Regions from separate parts of the Mus musculus genome. Here region 2 is linked to region 1. Evidence: chromatin contacts called from public ChIA-PET data. All regions are on one chromosome and are shown on one strand. Each heading gives the region's core, a stretch centred on a gene start, on an enhancer-like site or on the middle of the called end of the contact. The rest is flanking DNA. Distances are from core to core; before and after follow the strand shown. Region 1 holds the start of Hoxc4 (homeobox C4). Region 2 has its middle 8.5 kb from the start of Gm30528.

The links. ChIA-PET counts read pairs in DNA pulled down with a chosen protein or histone mark.
Region 2: a contact with region 1 is called in an SMC1A ChIA-PET map of the G1E-ER4 cell line, with 15 read pairs. The contact joins the enhancer-like site here to the promoter of Hoxc4 in region 1. A contact is called at or near these places in 1 of 39 promoter capture datasets (embryonic stem cells), 1 of 15 datasets of contacts at CTCF or cohesin (the G1E-ER4 cell line), 17 of 484 Hi-C or Micro-C datasets (B cells, the G1E-ER4 cell line, LSK cells and 9 more), 7 of 115 datasets of contacts at active chromatin or transcription factors (embryonic stem cells, fibro-adipogenic progenitors, neural tube and 1 more) and 3 of 9 other capture datasets (adipose tissue, liver and pancreatic islet).

The regions. Positions count from the first base shown.
Region 1 is chr15:103,030,505-103,035,738 of GRCm38.p6, forward strand. Hoxc4 (homeobox C4) reads left to right here and starts at 3,891. Exons shown (of 2, transcript NM_013553.2): 1 at 3,891-4,657; 2 at 5,133-5,234. The coding sequence starts at 4,219. All of the region lies in intron 2 of Gm30528 (a long non-coding RNA gene), which reads right to left.
Region 2 is chr15:103,066,619-103,071,565 of GRCm38.p6, forward strand. No RefSeq gene overlaps it. Among named protein-coding and RNA genes, the nearest start is that of Gm30528, 8.5 kb to the left of the region's middle. Within about 2 kb of position 2,718, at least 47 of the 459 cell types and tissues checked have an H3K27ac peak or open chromatin away from gene starts, as enhancers often do. A contact at or near this core is called in the G1E-ER4 cell line, the N1E-115 cell line, adipose tissue and 2 more, where this site is marked.

The DNA of each region.
Region 1 (5,234 bases), core at 2,641-5,140:
CCTTTGGGCTGGTGAGGCAGGAGGTAGGAGGCAGGAGAGGGAAGCACAAAGGAGACCAAAGGATATACTGGGGAGGGCCTCTTTAGTACCCCCTTCCTCACCAGTTAAGCCCCTGATAAGTGCAAGAGTCCTCTACAGGAAAAGATTTCCTTGTTTGTAACAATATTCAGGTAAACATGTTATATTGGGTATGTGTGGTGAGGTATTTAACCCATGTGATAAACAACTTCCTTTCCTAACTACAGGAGCCCCAAAGAGTTTTTGTTTGTTGTTTGGTTCTATTATTATTATTATTATTATTATTATTATTATTATTATTATTATTGGATGTAGATGAGAGTGGACGCATTTGGGGGATTTCATAGATTTTACTTTCTGGTTATTCATGCTGAATTAGCTGTGCAAATCTGGAATAGGAACTCCATTTATTAATGGCTGCATAAAAGGCATTTAATATTTTAGCAAACATTAATGGTGTGTACGGATATGTATTTGTTAACCATAATAACCAAAGACAAACTTGGTATTCAGTTTGAGGCATCTGAACCTGTGTTTATTAGACTTGCCCAAAGATAATTTCCTTGACTCACCTGCAGGAGCTAAGAAATCTAGAAGGTTAGGGGCAGGTACTACCTTGGGTAATGTCTTTGGAAGGTTAGCTTAGTAAATTTGAAGTTAGAATTAAAGAGAAGAAGGTTGAAGGTTAGGAGGCAAGGATGGTAGGGATGGGGCTGGGGAAAGGGGAAGCAAGCAGGCAGCTCACTTTTGCAAGAGGGAGAAGAGAATATCCCCAGATGGGACAGAGTGAGGCAGCTCACCCAAGTACAGGCCTAGAAAGGAGATCAAGTTGAAGACTGAAGAAGCTCTACTTTTTCCCTCACTCTTCCTACCCTACTACTGCTCTCTGGAGCTTTGGAGGGCCATGTGAGACAATTGGGGGCTGTTGCTTAGACCTCTGTAGAATGGGATTCAGTACTAGCTTTCCTTTATCCACTTCCAGCAACTTGTAGTTCACCCTCACCAGCAGCAACTGAGGGGTGGGGAGAGACAGAGAGAAACAGACTAGAGAGACAGGAGGGAGGGAGGAAGAGAGAGAGACACACACACAGAGAGAGACAGAGACAGAGAGAGAGAGGACAGAGACAGAAATGACAGAGACAGAGAGACAGACAGATTGACAGAAACACACACACACACACACACACACAGAGAGAGAGAGAGAGAGAGAGAGAGAGAGAGGACAGAGACAGAAATGACAGAGACAGAGAGACAGATACACAGACAGACTGACAGAAACACACACATACACAGAGAGAGAGAGAGGACAGAGATAGAAATGACAGAGAGAGACAGACACACAGACAGACTGACAGAAACACACACACACACACACACAGAGGACAGAGACAGAAATGACAGAGACAGAGAGACAGACTGACAGAAACACACACATACACACACAGATGACAGACAGAAACACATACACACACACACACACACACACACACACACAGAGAGAGAGAGAGAGAGAGAGAGAGAGAGAGAGAGAGAGAGAATAAAATTTAAAGTCTTCACACAGCTCCCTGCACCAATAGCCTTGTATCTCCATTCCCCTCACTCACAGCCTTTTGCTCCTCTTCCATGCACACAGCTGGTCCTCATACTTAAGGTTCAGGTCCAAATGAGCAAGGATCCTCCAAAAGCTCTGGGAGTTTGGGAGTCTCCTATAAGAGATGGCTGACCACCAGGGAATTCTTGTTTCCTCACCCAGCTACTGGGGGCGGGGGGGGGGGGGGGCGGGCGGGAGGAGGAGTGCTGTCTCTTAGGAAGAGGCTAACTAGGACTAAGTCATGGGTGCCAAGCCCTGGTGAGCCCAGGTTGGGGCTGGGGCTGGGGCCCTAAGCATTAGGCAGGGAAAGCAGCCAGAGGCACAGGCCCAATCTGCATCTTTTGACTTTACTGTGGTTCCTTCCCATTATAGCTCTCAAAGTGAACCCTAATTTGGAAGAGGGGACCCTCTCCCACATCCCAAAGGTGGTGAAAAGAATGTTGGGAATCTTCTCTTTTCAGTATCTCCCTCACGGAGCTTTTTTTTTTTTCTCTCCCTCTTCCCCCTCCTCATTCCCTTAATTGCAGATGTTCTAATTAAACCCTCAAATAGTTGTTATGCTGTTTTAAAAGGTACTTATTCAAGTGTCAACCAGGCTGTGCTGGGAGGAGGCAGCATAGGGCGGCGAATTAAAGGTAGATTGACTAATCACGGCGGCGATCATAATAATAAAATCAGAGGGAAAAAAATCACATTACGACTTTTCGTGGAAAGGAGGGAGCAGGCAGCCAGCGGCCGCCAGCCCTGTGCCGCCGACACAAAGAGTGCGGGCGATTCCGCGAGACTGATTTATGACGTTTTACAGCCCTATAAAAGCTGTAGCGAGGAGGCAAGCGCTCCTACCACCGCTGGCAGATTTAGTCTAATAAATAAAACATAAACAGTTAACTTTATGTGTCACTTTTATTGTTATCAAGTAAAATATAGCCGAGCCCCGGCAAGCTATGATTTTAAACTATAATTGTTATCAAGTACAACAAGGAGACCTGGCTCCCACCCTGGGCTTTCCCCTCTGCTGCCCCCCCCCCCAACTCTGAGTTATAGAAGATCACTTAATTGGAGTCCGATGACGAGGAGGCCACCCTTAGCTAAGGAACCAGTGGCTGGAAAAATAGTCCTTCCTTGCCCCATCTCTCTTCCCTGACTCTGCCACCTCCCGTGAGGATATTCTGTGTGTGTGGGTGACAGAGGGAGGGAGCAGGGCAAGAATAGGCCAGAGACCCCTGCCCTGCCTCCAAAGAGTAGTTACCTCACCTCTTCTTTTTGGAAGGCAGCCTGGAGCTGGCCCTTGGGAATATGTGTTTACATGTAAACACACGTGTTACACGGATATAGTCTCAGATTGGAAGCAAGCAGGCTCTGCCCACACAGGCTTCCCTTGAGGGTAAGACATGGAGGAAAAACTCTCAGGGCCTTGGGTCAGGGCACTGACTCCTGGCAAATGTCTCATCTTTTCTTCTTCTTCTTCTTCTTCTTCTTCTTCTTCTTCTTCTTCTTCTTCTTCTTCTTCTTCTTCTTCTTCTTCTTCTTCCTTCTCCTTCCTCCTCCTCCTCCTTCCTCCTCCTCCTCCTTCCTCCTCCTCCTTCTTTCTCCTCCTTCTTTCTCCTTCTCCTTTCTCTCTCTCTCTCTCTCTCTCTCTCTCTCTCTCTCTCTCTCTCTCTCTCTTTCACCATTCTGGCAGGTGCTGTGAGAAGTCAGAAGGCCAGGGAGCAGGAGTCACACAAGAGTCATCAGTAGTAGATCTCTGCTCTGGGCTCTGGGCTCTGGGGCCTGGGCCGGGAAGGACAGTGGGTAGCAGGGGTGTCAAGATTTCTGAAATCTGCTTTTGCCAACCACTTCCTGTCTTTCTTCAGAGGGGGCTCAAGCCCTAGACTTCCAGAAATGACATCAGGATCATTTGTATCCCGCTGCCTCAACCTGCCTAGTACTGCTGGGACCCTGTCTCCAAGGCCCCTTGGCCAAGAGGGTTGGGTGAGTGTGTATGGGATAGGGGAAATGGACTTGAGGATCCGTGAATGGGGTAGGGCAGTTCAGGCTCTCCAGCCTTCTAAGCTCAACCTCGGCCCCTCCCCATCCAACCTGCACTGAAGCCCTCATTGAACTTCCTCTTCCTGCGAAAGAGGGGCGCTGCCCTGTGACCTACACAGACTGCAACACGATTGCCATAATGGAGACCACTGGAAAGGCACTGGAGCTGAGGCCCACGGGGCCCACTGGAGGCCGGAGAGGAGACTCTGGGCGGGGGCTAGATCACAGCCTCCCGACAGCCCCCAGTGCCCAAACATTGGAGTCGAGCTGGGAGCCACCCATCTTTAGCAAGGAAGGATTGTCAGTCTGGTGGGGTGTGCAATGGTGAGCACCCCAGCTTCTGCCAGCCATCCCCCACCCCCACCCCCAGCAGCAGCAGCACCACCACCACATACACAAAAAATTGGATACATTTTGAATAAAGCGATTCGGTTCCTTATCCGGGGACTGGGTTGCTCGGTGTGATTGGCCGGCGGAGTCACATGGTGAAAGTAACTTTACAGGGTCGCTAGCTAGTAGGAGGGCTTTATGGAGCAGAAAAACGACAAAGCGAGAAAAATTATTTTCCACTCCAGAAATTAATGATCATGAGCTCGTATTTGATGGACTCTAACTACATCGATCCGAAATTTCCTCCATGCGAAGAATATTCGCAAAATAGCTACATCCCTGAACACAGTCCGGAATATTACGGCCGGACCAGGGAATCGGGATTCCAGCATCACCACCAGGAGCTGTACCCACCACCGCCTCCGCGCCCTAGCTACCCTGAGCGTCAGTATAGCTGCACCAGTCTCCAGGGGCCTGGCAATTCGCGAGCCCACGGGCCGGCCCAGGCGGGCCACCACCACCCTGAGAAATCGCAGCCGCTCTGCGAGCCGGCGCCTCTCTCAGGCACCTCTGCCTCCCCGTCCCCAGCCCCGCCAGCCTGCAGCCAGCCAGCCCCTGACCATCCCTCCAGCGCCGCCAGCAAGCAACCCATAGTCTACCCTTGGATGAAAAAAATTCACGTTAGCACGGGTAGGCAACTTTGCTTTTTGCCCCCCTCCCTTTCCCGGCGCTCCCCACCCTCCCTGGCCCCCTCTGGCCCCGTCCTCCTTTCTCTCCTTCCCCCTCTCTCTCCAGGAGCGACTCTGGGTTAGCACAATTGAACTGGATTTACGAGCGAGAATGGGTAATTACATCCCCCATAAATTTTATGGCTTAGCTACTCTGGGCAGTCCGAGCCATGTGCTACGATCTGTTATGTATGTGTGAAAACTATGCTTGCTTTCTAAGGGCGCATAAATAATTCAGTGTCGTTACAATGAGGATTCCCCTCTTATTACACTACAAAGTCTCTAGCTTCCTTCAACTTCTTTATAACCCATTTAGCTTGATGACTTTATTTCCACCACTCCCTCCTGTTCCTCAAAGCTGAGGATGGGGTGAGGGTGGGGGCAGGGAGCCTGCTGCCTCTGAACCCCACTATTTGCTTCCCCTCCCCCTTCCCCAGTGAACCCCAATTATAACGGAGGGGAGCCCAAGCGCTCGAGGACAGCCTACACCCGGCAGCAGGTCCTGGAATTAGAGAAAGAGTTTCATTACAACCGCTACC
Region 2 (4,947 bases), core at 1,468-3,967, 35 kb after region 1:
AGAGAGCCATATTATTATTGTAGCTATACAAGGTCTCAACTTTGGCTTGTACATTGAAACACCTAGGAAATGGGGGGCTCAAAAACAAAATAAACAACAACAACAAAAAAAACCCCTAGTGCCTGGACCCCACCTCTTGAAATTCTAATCTGGTTGGCTTAAAGTATGATGATACATTTGGGAAAAAACTTTAAACCACCCCCCATGAGATGCTAATGTTTGGCCTGAAGTTGAGGCATGTCTGAGGAAGGGATATAGGAGGATGAAGGCCCCTACTCTGGATTCTGGCTATTGTGTTTCACTGGTAGCCCAGTCACTTCAGATTCACTTTTCTTGAGATTCTAGATTTTCCAGACACTCTCATCTTTTTCATTTCCTGCACTTATTAGGATTTAGACAGGAACCACTCCAGGAAGAGACAGAGGAATGGGCAAATTAACCTCTTAGTATTCCTTGCTCATCAGAAAAGCACGTGGTCCCCAGTTACCAGTGGCAGAGGCTGAGACAGCTTCTTTCTGGAGTAGGGAAATGTGCTCTTGTATAGTAAATGGTGTTTCTACCTGGTTGCTACAATAATAGGCCCAGCAATTAGGATACACATTCCCAGGATCTTTTCTTATATTTCCAAAAAGATAAATCACTCCTTGGAACAGAATCTGCATATTGTAATTAACTAATAAATATTTCATGCCTGGCTCAAACTTTCTCCTTTTCTATTTAATGGCCACAAACTTGAGCACTGAGAAACAAGGGGGTGTGTGTGGGTAGGACTTGCCGAGGATCCCCTGTATCAGCCTCGGGGAGGGGACTGTCTGTTTTGCAGCTTTATTGATTTCTCTTGTCCTGTTAGGAAAACATTGCTCACCTGGAGAAAATCAGGTCACAGGTGGTAGATGATGCGATTTGGGATTGCTGGCCTCTGTCCTGACCTCACCAGGAGAGGCCAGTGCCTGGTGACCCTGGGGGCACTAGGAGCTGCAGCTTTGGAATTCAAGAGCCCCATGTTTGGAGACAAGTTTTGTTCTGCTATTCATTAACACAATGGCTTTAGGCCTTCATTCACCTGAAACCTAGTTTCTTCATCTGTTAAGCAGGCATAGCAGTTTTTTAGTTTGTAGGGCTCTCATTATCAATGATAACAGTTCATCGTTAGTTGCATTGCATCCTTCCTTCGACACCCATCCCCCAACCTATGCTTATGTAACAGTCTATCGAATGCTGCCAGGTTGGTAAATGTCTTATCTCACCTTATCAACAGCACTATTCAGGGAGTGTCTTCTTCTTCTTTCTGGTTATTATCAGTGTTTGGAAAGCGAAGGAACTGAGCACCTTGAAGCTATATGTCTTGCCCAGGGTCACAGGATGAAGTAGTTAAGAACACAGATCTGCTATCTAACTGTAGTTTCAAACATAGGTTCTGTCAGTTACTAAACAGCTCTGGGATACAGTGTAACAACTAAGAAGCCTCAGGCTCAAGGCTCAGTCTGAGCCTCAGTTTTTTTCATCTCTAAATTGGGGATGTGAGGGACACTGACTTGGAAGGCACTCGTGAGAATTCAATGAGCAGAGTGCATATAGAGTGTTCAGCTCAGTCCTGCCCAATAAATATTTGCTGAGGTTATTATTACCAGCACCACCTCAGGGCCATGCTGAGGTCACCGTCACCCCTCCCCCCAGGGCCACGGTGTCTCTTGTTCTTTGGCATTTGGGACATGAGTGTGTGAATTTTGCAGAAGCCACAGAGCTGCTCTTTCATTACCTCACCACACACACTTCAAACCCATGACTTGGAAAAAGGACACTAAGCAGATTAGGACTCCATTTGGGGAATTAAATCAAAACTCAAGACTAACTCAATTTGGTTCTGAGGAGAGGGAAAGGTTAAAAGAGAATGAGCAGGCGTCTGGTGTGCTCTCCAAAGTGTAATTGGTCTGGATCTCCCAGTCTCTCCACTCCCCAAGGGTGGTGCCCAAGGGGGGCTCCCCTGGGGTGGAGGAATGGGAGAACTTCAAACCTAAGCAATTTGACAGTTGCTGGGGAATGATCCCAGAATACCTCCCCAAAGTGGATCCTCCTTTTTAGCTCCTCCTTGCCTTATGGATGCTGAGGGTCTCAACACTGAGTTCAGACTGAGAGTCTAGTAGGTGGGCCTCAATAAAATAAGGAGTCCTACTGAGGAAAACCTGTACCCAGTGTTGCTCTGAGGTGTCGAAGCACTACCGATATTGCTCTCTTGTTTTCTAGTGTATCTGTTTAGTCTAAAAGTATGATGAGCATGTATGCATAGAAGCAACTACTGTGTAAATACCCACTCGTCCTCATATATTTAGCTCAGATTATTCTGAGCACTGTAAACTACAAATAAAAGTCAATTCTTCAGGGAGAGTGACGATTTTTCTCAGCATTTTCTCCTGTGTTCTCAATATTCTCCACTCAAGCTATAAATAACCACTATTTCTCATTGCGCAAAAGGGGAAACTGAGGTTGGGGAAGATTAAGTAGTTCGTTCAGAATTACAGATTATGAGTGGATCCAAGGAAGATTACAAAACAGAGGTCAGAATCTTGAGCGAGAGGGCAAGGAGGGGCTAGATTGACCTAGCCTGGAAGCAGGAGGCACTCCTAAACCCAGAGATCTGAGAACGCCTGGGAGTTAGGAGGAGGGGCAAGGGAGGGACTCCTGGGCTGGCCAAACAGCGGGGCCTCGGGCGAGAGCGTCGCCAGCAAGTCCTCATTCTGCGATTACTGTCAGGGGACCATCCATCAGCACGGCCCAGGACGCTCAGGCCAGACTGCCCGCCGCCCGCCAGGGTCTTTCCAGATCGCATTAGCCCTGCCCAGGGCACAGTGCCGCAACGGTTATGAGCCGGTTGCACTGGGCAGGGGCGGGCACTGCAAGCTGCAGGAACATAGAAAGAAGTCCTCAAGAGCTCCCAGTTCCCAGCCTCCACATCCTCGGTGCTGGAGAGGCTCAGGAGAGAAAGGAAAATGCTCAGAAAACAGGGAGCTCTGGGAAGAAAACCAACTGGAGCAGAGGGGAAGAAACAGCCCCAAAGCCTCTTGGGGCAGAGAGGCTGAGAGGCAGAGAGGCAGAGGAGAGGCTGAAAGCAATAGCAGTGGGGGGTTGGGGGGGGAAGAAGGTAGAGAGACTCTCAAGAGCTGGAAAATAGTCTCCCCAGCATGGATAAGTACTCAAGTAACCCTGGCACTCAGGAGGCTGAGGCAGGAAAATAAGGAGTTGAAAGTCAGCCTGAGCCAGATTGTCATAGGCAGCAAACACCTTACAGATAATTCTTCTCCATTCACTGGCACCCCTAGTTTTAGAGATGAAGAATCAGACCCAGGGAAGTGCATTCCACACCTACAGACCCACTCCAGCTGATGGCTGGGTTAGCATTTGACCCTGACTCATAAGTTTCTTCAAACCACTATGTTTTACGTATCTGCTTTGGGCTGGGTCCAGGGGCTGACTGATCAGTTCCCCCTTCCCCAGAAGCTGCTGGTTCTGAGAGTTGAAATACAGCTGGAGGTTGAAGAAGAGCATCCAAGTCCCACAGTGTGGAGCCACTTTCTGTGTAGCTTTGAAGCAGCTCCTATAACTACATGCTCCCAAGCCACCACATGATCTATTCCATTGCTCAGAATCGTAGCTTATTTCCAGGATCGCTTCCATCTAACCTGCTAACTGGGGTTTGTTCAGCCATATACCTGGCATGCTGCTATATTTTACCCCTCAGATGAATAAGTATAACACCTGCTTGTAAATATTTGTCCACATCCATCCACTCACCAAAATATTTGGTTGGTTCCTGATGAGTAGCAGGCACCAAAGCTTAGAGCTTTCACCATGGCTCAAGGGAAGGCTTTAGTGAGACTCTCCACACAGCTCCGTGTGAGACATTATGCCAGCCAGGGGGCTCCAGATACTTGGTCCCTGTCCATGTAGATGATTGGCTTCTCTCTGGCTTCCTCCTCAGTCATCACTGGCTTTACAATATGATGGAGTCCCCAAATCCTTTTCAATTCATAGATAATCTTATCACTACTCCTTCCTCCTGGAACACAGTGCCTGAGCAGCTCCCGATGGCCTCCACAACCACTCGCTGACAGTCAGAAGTGCTTGCTTCTGTCTAAACCCAATCCTTCCTCCGCCATAGCCCAACATTACCACCTTAATGTAGGGTCTTGCCATGAAACACAGCCACTTTCTCTACAGTGCCTGTTCACCCAGGTGGCTAACTTTGTCTTAGGTAGTCAGGCAGGTAGGGATTCCTGTCACCAGGAAATCTGAAGTTCTATCTTCTCTGAAACAAGTGTTTGCTACTCAAGTCAGGATGGTTGTCCTATAGGAGGTTCTTTTCTTCTGGGGTACAATGTGAGTTTCTAACTCCAGCATCTTAGTTTCTGTATCAGTTCCAGGGAGATCTGGGGTGGAGGCTTAGGCCATGAGCAACTTTGTTTCCTATGGCCTGTTCAAGCCCAGCTCCCAGAAAGAGGTACAGAGAGAGGGTTTGGCATGTGGATACATCCACAGCCCCAGACTGAAGATTCAGCTAGTAGTATCAGTGTAATTCAGTCTTGTAGGTCATTTGTGCCACTATTGACACTGTATCCAGAGCAGGTGTCAGCAAGAGGCCTTGGCAATGACTCTGTGTCTTTGGATTAACTTCACATACATTGTCTGCTGTGCTGTCCAGTGCCATGCTCAGTGTCTGGCATAGAATATGTGCTCGTACAAATGGATGAATAAAGAACCCCAGAGGAACGATCAGAATCCTCAACGAGAGGCTGGGAACAGAGACACACAAAGGTTAACTGATTGACTCAAGGTCACATGTCTTGTCTGGAGCCAGGCCAAGTTTCCGTGGAAGAGCAGTTTGAGACTAGAGGGTGTTAGAAGGGAAAAAGGCAAGGACAACAGGAAGAAACTATCAGACCTGTATCAAGT